Regions from separate parts of the Mus musculus genome. Here region 1 is linked to region 2. A link is a contact called in public promoter capture Hi-C data. All regions are on one chromosome and are shown on one strand. Each heading gives the region's core, a stretch centred on a gene start, on an enhancer-like site or on the middle of the called end of the contact. The rest is flanking DNA. Distances are from core to core; before and after follow the strand shown.

Region 1 (4,504 bases), core at 767-3,266, 1.7 Mb after region 2:
ACTTTAATCCTTAAACACAGTTTATCCATAAGACAGTTCCACCTAGCTGGAGAAACCCTGTCTCAAAAAGCCCTAAATAAATAAATAAATAAATAAACAAATGAAAAAAAAAAAAGACAGTTCCACCTAGTGAGGGCTATTATTTTTTCTTTCTTTCTTTCTTTCTTTCTTTCTTTCTTTCTTTCTTTCTTTCTTTCTTTCTTTCTTTCCTCCTCCTCCTCCTCCTCCTCCTCCTCCTCCTCCTCCTCCTCCTCCTCCTCCTTCTCCTCCTCCTCCACCTTTTTTTAACTTGGAAGTTAATGAGGCTCAGAGACATTAAGAGACTTAGTGACTTACAGAGCTGGAAAGTGGATGCTGGGGATTTGAATTGGTATCTATGCCCTCACCACTGTATTCCTCTCTGATGTGTTAGTTCTACCAAGTCAACCACTAGCAGTCAGTTCCATGCTCTCAGATGTATCCCTGAATTCCTTGACCTCCTATGACAATCCAAGCTCCAGGCGCGCTCTGTCCACTGCATTCTTCAAAGGACCACCAGGTGGCAGCTTCGGGATTAGTGCTTGGGGGTGGGCTCCTGGGTGAACCAGTCCCTGTCTGTTGCCTGGCTCCTCTTCACAGCCCACTCCCCTGTCTCCCATCCCTGTAGCTACCCCCCAGGGTCCTGCTATTTAATATTCTTGGCGCCATTCATATTCCTGGAGCAAAGCACAACTGCCCTGTAAAGTCTCACGAGGCTGGAGCTGTTACTCCTATTTTACAGATGACAGACACAATAGACTGAGAGCGAGTAAACTCCGTGTCATTCAGGCATGTTAGGTGCCTATATGTTTAGCTGTGCTCCCCCAAGAGTGGAGCATGACTTCCTCAAGATTAGCGATGGGAGTTCCAGGTCAAGAGACAACTGGAGTGGGTGTCCCAGAAAACAGGGCAGGCCTCTAATTCTGGAGAGGCTACAGGGCTGGTTAGCCAGGCCTATGGTTTCAGTCTCTTCCTGAGCTCTGGGGACCCAGGGGAACCAGCAGCCCTCTGGCTGGCTACCGATACCCTGTGATGCTCATTGTCTCACCTGATGTTTCTCCAAGGACATGCCATAGCCCCCAATTGCTACTTTGCCAGACACAGCAGAGTCCAGAGCCTTCAGGGACAGAATCCACCATCACTGACCTGGGCCAGACATTGTCATCTGCCAGGGGCTCATTTCAAGAAGGTAGTTCCCTTTAAAATAAGATGCTGCCCCACTTGGGGCAGCAGGCCATGGAAGAAGAGATGCTTTTTTATGTGCCAGTGTGTTTTGAGATGATGAGAACTCCTGGCTCCACCCAGTGCAACATGTGACTGTGAGGTTAGACAAAGAGAAGGACTTTTCAGGAAGAAGGGTGGGAACAGCATCGGAGCACTATTTTCGGTAGAGCAGCCACTCAGCGGAAAGGTCCGCCTTGGACAGCAGGGACATTTCTAAAGTTGCAAACACCAGAGACAAAGATCAAGGGCAAATGGGGAGACGAAAGGGCTCCGTTTGGCTGGTGAGGGGGTGGGAAGGATAGAAGGGAGTCAGGGGGCACGTGCTCTGGGGCCCAGTTACTACCTTACTGATAGTCACAAGAACAGGATCTGTGTGGCTGGGTAGGACCTAGTGGGCAGCGAGGACAGGAGCCCCTGTGATAGGAGGGGAGGAGCCTTGTTATCTCAGGTGTGGAAGGGGCAGGTTAAGTGAGGACGGATGGGAGCGCTTCTGAGCTCAAGCAAGGCAGGCCTGAAACTGCGGGGTAGTCGGACAAGCCCCAGGAATCTTGGCTGGCCCCATGGACTGGACCGCCTGGCAAGAGGGCTTGTGCACTGAGACCCAGGGTCAGGCCCAGGGCCTTGCCTGGATGGAGCTGAGGCCTCCGAAGGGGCTGGTGTTTGTGAGGAGCGGTGGGTCAGACCCTCCGGGAGGATCCTGTCCGGGGAGGAGCAGTGGGAGGCGGGGCGGAGGGGGAGGGCTGGAGGAGGGGCCGGGCCTCTGTCCACCTCGTCAGTGCTGGTTGGAGGGACGCAGGGGCGCGGAGCCCGCCGAGCAGAGGGTTCCCGCAGGCAGGCAGGCAGGCAGGCAGGCAGAGCCGGCTGCCATGGCGCTGGTGGGGCCTAGGATTTGGGGCCCTAGACGAGATATTTACCCCCTGTTGCTGCTACTGCTACTGCTGCTGCTGCTGCTGCTGCCTTGGGTCCCGGCTGGTGAGTGTGGCTGGGCCTGGGGGTGAGCGTGGCTGGGCTGGCCTGAGAGAATGGTGATGCTAGAGGCAAGAGTGTCCCGGGCCCTAGACAGTGTGGGGACAGTGCGGGTGTCTTGGGACTCACTTGGAGAGCTCGGAGTGTTCTGGAGGCTTCAGACTGAGGAGTCTATGCGGTGGGGCCAGGAGGATGAGGGCTGGTGTGGTCTGTAGAAGCCAGTCTGGGAGAGCTGGTGTGGTGTGGCGTAGTGTGTTGAGGGAAAAGCTGGGAATCTTGGTGTGAGGAGCCACTTAGGGAAAGCGTGCCGGGATAGATGGAAATGCGTGAATTGGAGAAGTTTCAGCAAACTCAGGCAATCTCCATAGAGTCTGCCGGAGTCACGTGTTGACCTGGGATGCAGGTGACATGTAAAGTTGCCCGGTGGGTGGACGTTCTGTTTGAGGGGATTGATTGTTGAGAGTTGTGTCCTCGCTGAACTAGCTGTAAGTTGTCCGGCATGTTCAACTGGCCTTTCCTGGCAACGGGAGGTGTGGGTGTGGGTGGGGCTAGATTAAGATAGGGGAGGGGGAAGAGAACCAGGGTTAGGGGAGAGCTTGCCCTCATTGCTCCCTTCTATGGGTCCTCTGCCAGCACTTGAGGGGCAACCGGTAGAGCTGTTCCGGGTCTTTGGAATGGCTAGGGATTCGGGATCATACGTGTGTGTCCCTGCAGCAGGTTTCTGGCATTCCTCAACTATGCTGGAAGGGCTCCCTGAAGCCAGCCCAGGCAGCCAGTACATTGGCTTTGTCCAAGTGCATTCAACACTGAGCCTGGAATTCCTACTGGGGGGTCTGGAGGACGCTTTGGCTTGGTCACTATAGTTACGAGGGCAGTAGGGAGGGCCCGGCTTCCCCTGCAATAGGTGAACCCCACCAGTGGCATTCCCCCTGCCTGCCTACAAAGCCGTTATTGCCTCTTCTCTGTGGAAAGGGGGAGGATGAGGACCCTGGGTACAGCGAGGACCTGTTTTAGGGAGGAAACCAAATGAAGGTTGAGGAGGGAAGGGACCTAGAAGAAGCTGGTACCTGAGGCAAATGAGGGTGGAGAAACCAGGCAACTCCAGGCTGTCTGTACATTAGGGCGTGAGGTTCTGGGCTGTGCACTTTGGATCTGTTCCACATGCAGTACACAGATGCCCATGGCAGCTGCACAGATGTGTGGCAGGGACTAGGGTACATACTACAACAGGACAGGTGTCCACAGGCACATGCCAGGTCTCCCCTGTGAGCTCACTGGTGAACTTGCTAATGAACCTACTGTGTATCATCATATACATAGCACATGGCTGCATTCACCCACTAGGTACACACCAGCAGGCCTGCATTGACTTATATGCACTTACACACATATGGTCTGTGAGATTGGCAAACAGTGGTGTATATTTCCCCAGAACTCCAACAGGCTCTCAGGGGCCATTGCCCCGGGAATTCTGTGTGCAGAGTCCATCTCTGGGGATCCCTGAAGCTAGAGTTGGGGGCTCTACAAGCACGATTACCCAGAGCTGACTGAGCAAAGGGCGGTGCTAGGGACTTTGTGACTTGAAAGCTAATTTCCATCCCAGAGGAGATGAAAGTTCTGGACCAGACCCGATGCCCTCCCTGCCAGGCTCTGAGCTGGGCCCCTCCATCCCAGCCACTCCACAGCAGAGGATTGCTGGTTGCTATGGAGAGGATAAGGCATCTTGGACTACAATGGAACATGTCGAGTTGTTCCCACCCCCACCCCTTCCCTGAACACCCAGGGAGTGCAGTGCACAAAGGGGCAGCCAGTCTTCCCCAAACCTGGCCCCTCCTCCAACTTAAGAGGTGGGGCGGTAGGAGAGCAACAGGGACTCTGTATACTTCTAAATAATGTGGGGTCTGCTGGCTACTGGGCTCCAGGGAAGGTTTGCTGATGCGTGATCCACTGTGTAGAGAGATTTTAACCCTCCCGGCATCCAGGGAAGCTGGCTTTCTACCTCTCTGTTTACAGAACAGTTAGGCAAAGTCCAGAGAAGATCCCAACTTGTTTAAGGTCACAAGAGCAGCATGCTGCAGCAGGGCCTGGACCACAGCAGGAGTGGTACTCTAGGTGGTTGGTTACAGCTCTTCCTTGTACCTCTGTTAAATGAGTCATCATTCGTTCCAAGGATTGTTTCCAGACTAAATGCACCAGTGATCTGAATCCGTAATGTAGGGGATGGGCAGGACCCCCTCAACCTCACGGAGACTGTATTGTTGTGTATTATTATTATTATTATTATTATTAGTGTGAG
Region 2 (4,464 bases), core at 64-2,563:
CTGAACAGCAGGGCTCAGGAATTGGAGAGCACAGGCCACACAAGTGGCCTAGGCACGCGTGTGCAAGGCGTTCATGCTCCAGCGCTTGCTGGCGGGATGGCCGCTGCCTACCTGAAGTAGTCCATCTTGCAGTAGATCTCCTTGTTCTTGATGTAGCAGCTATTCTGCTGCCTCAGCGATGTGCGACACACGGAGCACTCGAGGCACCGCACGTGCCAGATGAGGTTGTTGACCTGGGGAGGGGGCAGAGGTGGGGGTCGGCTTGGCGCGGGCCTCTTTCACGCCCGCCCCCAGCCTCCCCAGCCTCATTTGCAGAGACAGAGAGACACTGAAGCTCAGAAGGGGCGTATGGCTTCCCTACTTTTCTTCTATAATACAGAGAGGCTCAAGGAAATTGAGATACAGCCTTGCATTCTCTTGTTGGAACCGGGGCAAAAGGAGACCTCCTGTTTGGGAACACTTGCCCAAAGCTGCGCGATCGGTTAGCGGTTGGATTGGGAGGCCGAGGAAAATGGACCTGGCAAGGTCATTGCTTCCCTACAGCTCTTGGGGCTGCAAACCACACCCGTGGGCAAGCAGGCACACCTACCCTGACTCACCTTGAGCAGATACCGGTCCAGGATCTCCAGACCGCAACTGGAGCAGATATTCTTGCCGGCAGACGGCACGGAAGAGGCAGCAGAGGGCGGCGAGCAGACAGACGGTGTGCTGGGCGTACATGGGGAGGCTCTACCTTCGTCCTTGTCCAGAGCGCCTGCCAAGGCCTCTGCGTCTGACTGAGCCTGAAATGGGAGAGAGGAACAGCGAAGCGCTTAGCCGAGTACTCAGAGTTGAATCTGGTTTCCTCGCGCACCGACTGACACCGAAATGTGCCAGGGATGTCGCGCCCTAGGCTGGAGTACAAGAATGAAAGGACCTATTGGAGAAGAAGGGACGGCCCCCAACTTTTAACACAGCGCATCCTGGGTGCAGGAAGCAGCCAAAGCTCACATTCCAGGCCAGAAAAACCAAGGCTCAACGAGAGGCGGCTCCTATCGGCAGTTTTCCAGCGCAGGGGTAGAGGTTGGTAGCCGGAAGGCTGAGCCAGAAGCCCTGGCCTGTGCTGTTGGGGGGACTCGGGGCCGAAAGCAGGACCGAAAGGACTCACCATGGCAGGCGGAGCGGTCCCTTCGAGACAGCGGGTGGTCGCTTTGCAGCCGGACCCTGGCTGGGCCATCACCTGGGGGAGGGGGAGGGAATGCAGGCGACGGCGGCTGCTGAACTGGCTCGGAGCTGTCAGAGCCCAGCGCCTCCCCTCGCCTGTTATATAAACCGGCGCTGAACAATGAGTCCTAACTTTGTAGTGGGCATTTAAAGCCCTTCCCCACAAAAGCGGTGTCTCTCTAATGAAGCAATTTGAATTTGGATTGGGTTTTTTTCCCTCTCTCTCCCCCTCTCCCTGCACTTAACCCGTGGCTCTTGAAGTAATCGCTTAGTTCCTTTGCAATCCAAGCCTCTGAGGGGGAAAAAAAACACGCGCACACACACAAACTACCTGCAATTAGAAATTGTCGTGAATGCCCAAGATAAGAGGTAGCCAGAGTGTCAATTCCAACTGTCAATCAGTGAGATCCATCAGGCCGCCCAAAGAATTGCAAATTTGATTTTTTAATGGTAGTAATTAAAAATCGAATTTTTTTCTCCCTCCGCCCCCTCCCTTCTCCTACTCTCGGTACAAAATGCAAAAAGGAGAAAAGAGAGAAAGAAAGAAAATAAAAAGGAGATGGGGGTGGTGGTGGTGGTAGTGGTGGTGGTGGTTGAGAAAATAAAACCCAGAGCGCTAGGAGCATCCGCCCGCTCGACGCGCGCCGGGAAATTGAAGCGGGGATATTGACACCGATTCAAACGCCTTTGGAGGGCCAGTTCAAGGGAAGCCCCAAGCCAAAGAGGGCGAGATCGGCGAGTGAAATGAGGCCAAAAAGAGAAAAGAGAGGCCTCTTGGAGGAGGAAAGAGAACCCTCCAGACTCTTGGAGCTCCCGGGACCGGCCCCTCATCGAGATCCTCAGCGTTGCGCCGGCACAACCTCTGGCGCATCGGCGCTATCAGCGTCTATTCAGACGGACAATACTGGCCTCGCCTCCTCTTGATTCGCCTATGTCTTTGCTAAATCGCTTTTTGAGAAATTCCTCCAACATTTGCATAATGTGTTCCCGCTTTCCGCGACCCCCCACCCCCGCCTGCCCGCTCGCACGCTCACACACTTGCAGACACACTCTCCCGGGCTCACTCAGCACCCCTCCTTCCTGCTGCCGCCCGCCACCCGACCCGGCCCGGTTGAATCCCGGCTCCCGCTGGCCCCAGGATCCCCGACGCTCACCCACTCGCCTGCTTGCTCACCTGGTCGGTGGTGGGGCCGCCCTCCGCCGGCAACCGGCAGCCCTCGGGCAGCGCCGGGGCGGCGCTCTCATGCTTCCAGTACATGGGCCCGGGAGCGGGAGGGCTCGGTGGGCGCGCAGTGCGAAGAGAGGCGCAGAGTGGGGCCTCGGGCGTCCTGGGGGCAGAGGCTGCTGGGAGAGCTGGAGAACCGAGGCTCCGGCCCCGCCGCCCCGGGCCCAGCCCCAGCTCCCCGCCCCCGGCCTGAGCGCAGTCCTGGCCTCCCTGGCTGCCAGCACCACTGCCTCTGAAGAAGGTCCCGACAAACTTGGAGAGGTCCCTGCAGCTGCTTCTGCGGCTGCCGCCTCCTCCTCCTCTTCCTCCTCCTCCTCTTCCTCCTCCTGTTCTCCCTCCTCGTTGTCCTCCTCCCCTTCCAGCTGCGGCGACGACCGCCCTGCCGCTGGAGCCCCGCTCCGTTCAAGATGAGTCATGCGTGACCAATCCCCTCCCCGCTAAGAAGAGCGAGACACTCCAAAGGAGGCAGAGACTCAGAGACATACACACACAGAGAGACACACTGAAACTAGGCGCTACAGGGAGACTCTTGGAACATGCTAACATACAAAGACACTGGCGGGGCACATATCCTCACAGCTCCTTCTGCCGCCCCTCCCTCAAGGGCACCCACTGCCGCCCTCACACAACGTTAATAGGTGCGAGAGGAATCCGTGGTCAGCCCATCTACAAGGCTGGATTCCACATGAAGCCACGTTCTGTTGATGTAGTGCTGAGCCTGGTATATTTGTGTCGCAAATGGTCACCTGCTCACACCAATCCTTCAGGTCCTAGACTTCGACACACCCCTCAAACTCCTGCAAAAATATCCCTGCTTCATGACAACCGGAGCTTGCACCAGCTTCTAAAGGCTGAACAGGGCTGGGGGCAGGGGAGCCTGTGCTAGTGAGAGTGGGAGGGTAGGTCCCTTGGTTCTTTTGGAATGAATTACTTGGGACATCCACTTCCACTTCAAGATTTACCTAATCATACTTTCTACGTACTATAGGACTCTAAGGATGATGAGAGTTAGGGAAAGGCAAAGACCCAGACATTTAGATAGCAGGCACAAGCCCCAAACAGAGAACTCTCAAACTCAAAGGTCTGACACTGACAAACACTGACATTTATAGCCTCAGCCTTCTTCCTCAAACACCAACTATGCCAGAGAAGTGTGTAAATGTGTGTCTTCTTCTAAAACACTGTGCACACTCAGACTTAGACCTAGTCCTGCATAGAGCTACCCACCCACCACACAGACCACCCCTCCCTAACTGCCCTCATTTACAGATGTAAACAGCACCCCCTCAAATCACGCTTACACTTGTACACACAGCCGTACTCAGGAGAGGCCAAGTTCCTATGGAGCTCCAAACCCTGTATAACCTCTGTTATGAGGCATCTCTTACTATGCACTGCATTCTTATAGGTGATGAGCCAGGCGCCAGGCTCAAGGGGAAGCAACACACACCTTTGCAAAGAACATCGTTCCCAGGTGTCAGTCTCTGTCTGCACAATTAGGCATGGCCAGAAGCACACATGGACAATGTCTATACACGACTGCAATACTGAAAACCCACCTCCCACTCCTTAGAGATATATATCTGCTCTTCAGGCAGACACAACCCCAGCTAATGGCATCAGCCCTTGCATTGCAGTCCTTTATTGCTCTTGGGCACACAGGTTCTGAACCAGTCTTTTATACTAAAGAGAGCAGATCCACGGTGGAGAGCAGGTGAGGTGTGTACATGCACACAAATGTACACATACACACTTCTATTCTTGGGTGCTTTAATCCCAGCCTGGCATTAGAATGCTAAGCATATTAGAGTCGTGATCTCAGTTTTCTCTGTGAGGCAGCATACCCTATTGGTACCCATGCTACCTATTTTAACCTGATGTTTAAAGAAATCATATCCGTCATAGTGCCCCATGACTAATAATGGCCTGAACCGAGAACTAAAACTGGATTCATATACTGGAGCTTATGACCTTGATTTCTGGGCTATACCCATGACCGTGACCACTCATGGTAAGCATGTGCACACACACACATA

The links. Promoter capture Hi-C pulls out the DNA fragments that hold promoters and counts their contacts.
Region 1: a contact with region 2 is called in a promoter capture Hi-C map of embryonic stem cells, with 5 times the contacts expected there. The contact joins the promoter of Crb2 here to the promoter of Lhx6 in region 2. A contact is called at or near these places in 1 of 39 promoter capture datasets (embryonic stem cells), 2 of 484 Hi-C or Micro-C datasets (both in embryonic stem cells) and 2 of 115 datasets of contacts at active chromatin or transcription factors (embryonic stem cells and stem cell-derived neural progenitor cells).

What each region holds. Positions count from the first base shown.
Region 1 is chr2:37,774,233-37,778,736 of GRCm38.p6, forward strand. Crb2 (crumbs family member 2) reads left to right here and starts at 2,017. Exons shown (of 13, transcript NM_001163566.1): 1 at 2,017-2,214. The coding sequence starts at 2,109.
Region 2 is chr2:36,102,747-36,107,210 of GRCm38.p6, forward strand. Lhx6 (LIM homeobox protein 6) reads right to left here and starts at 1,314. Exons shown (of 9, transcript NM_001083126.1): 1 at 1,148-1,314; 2 at 600-782; 3 at 112-233. The coding sequence starts at 1,216.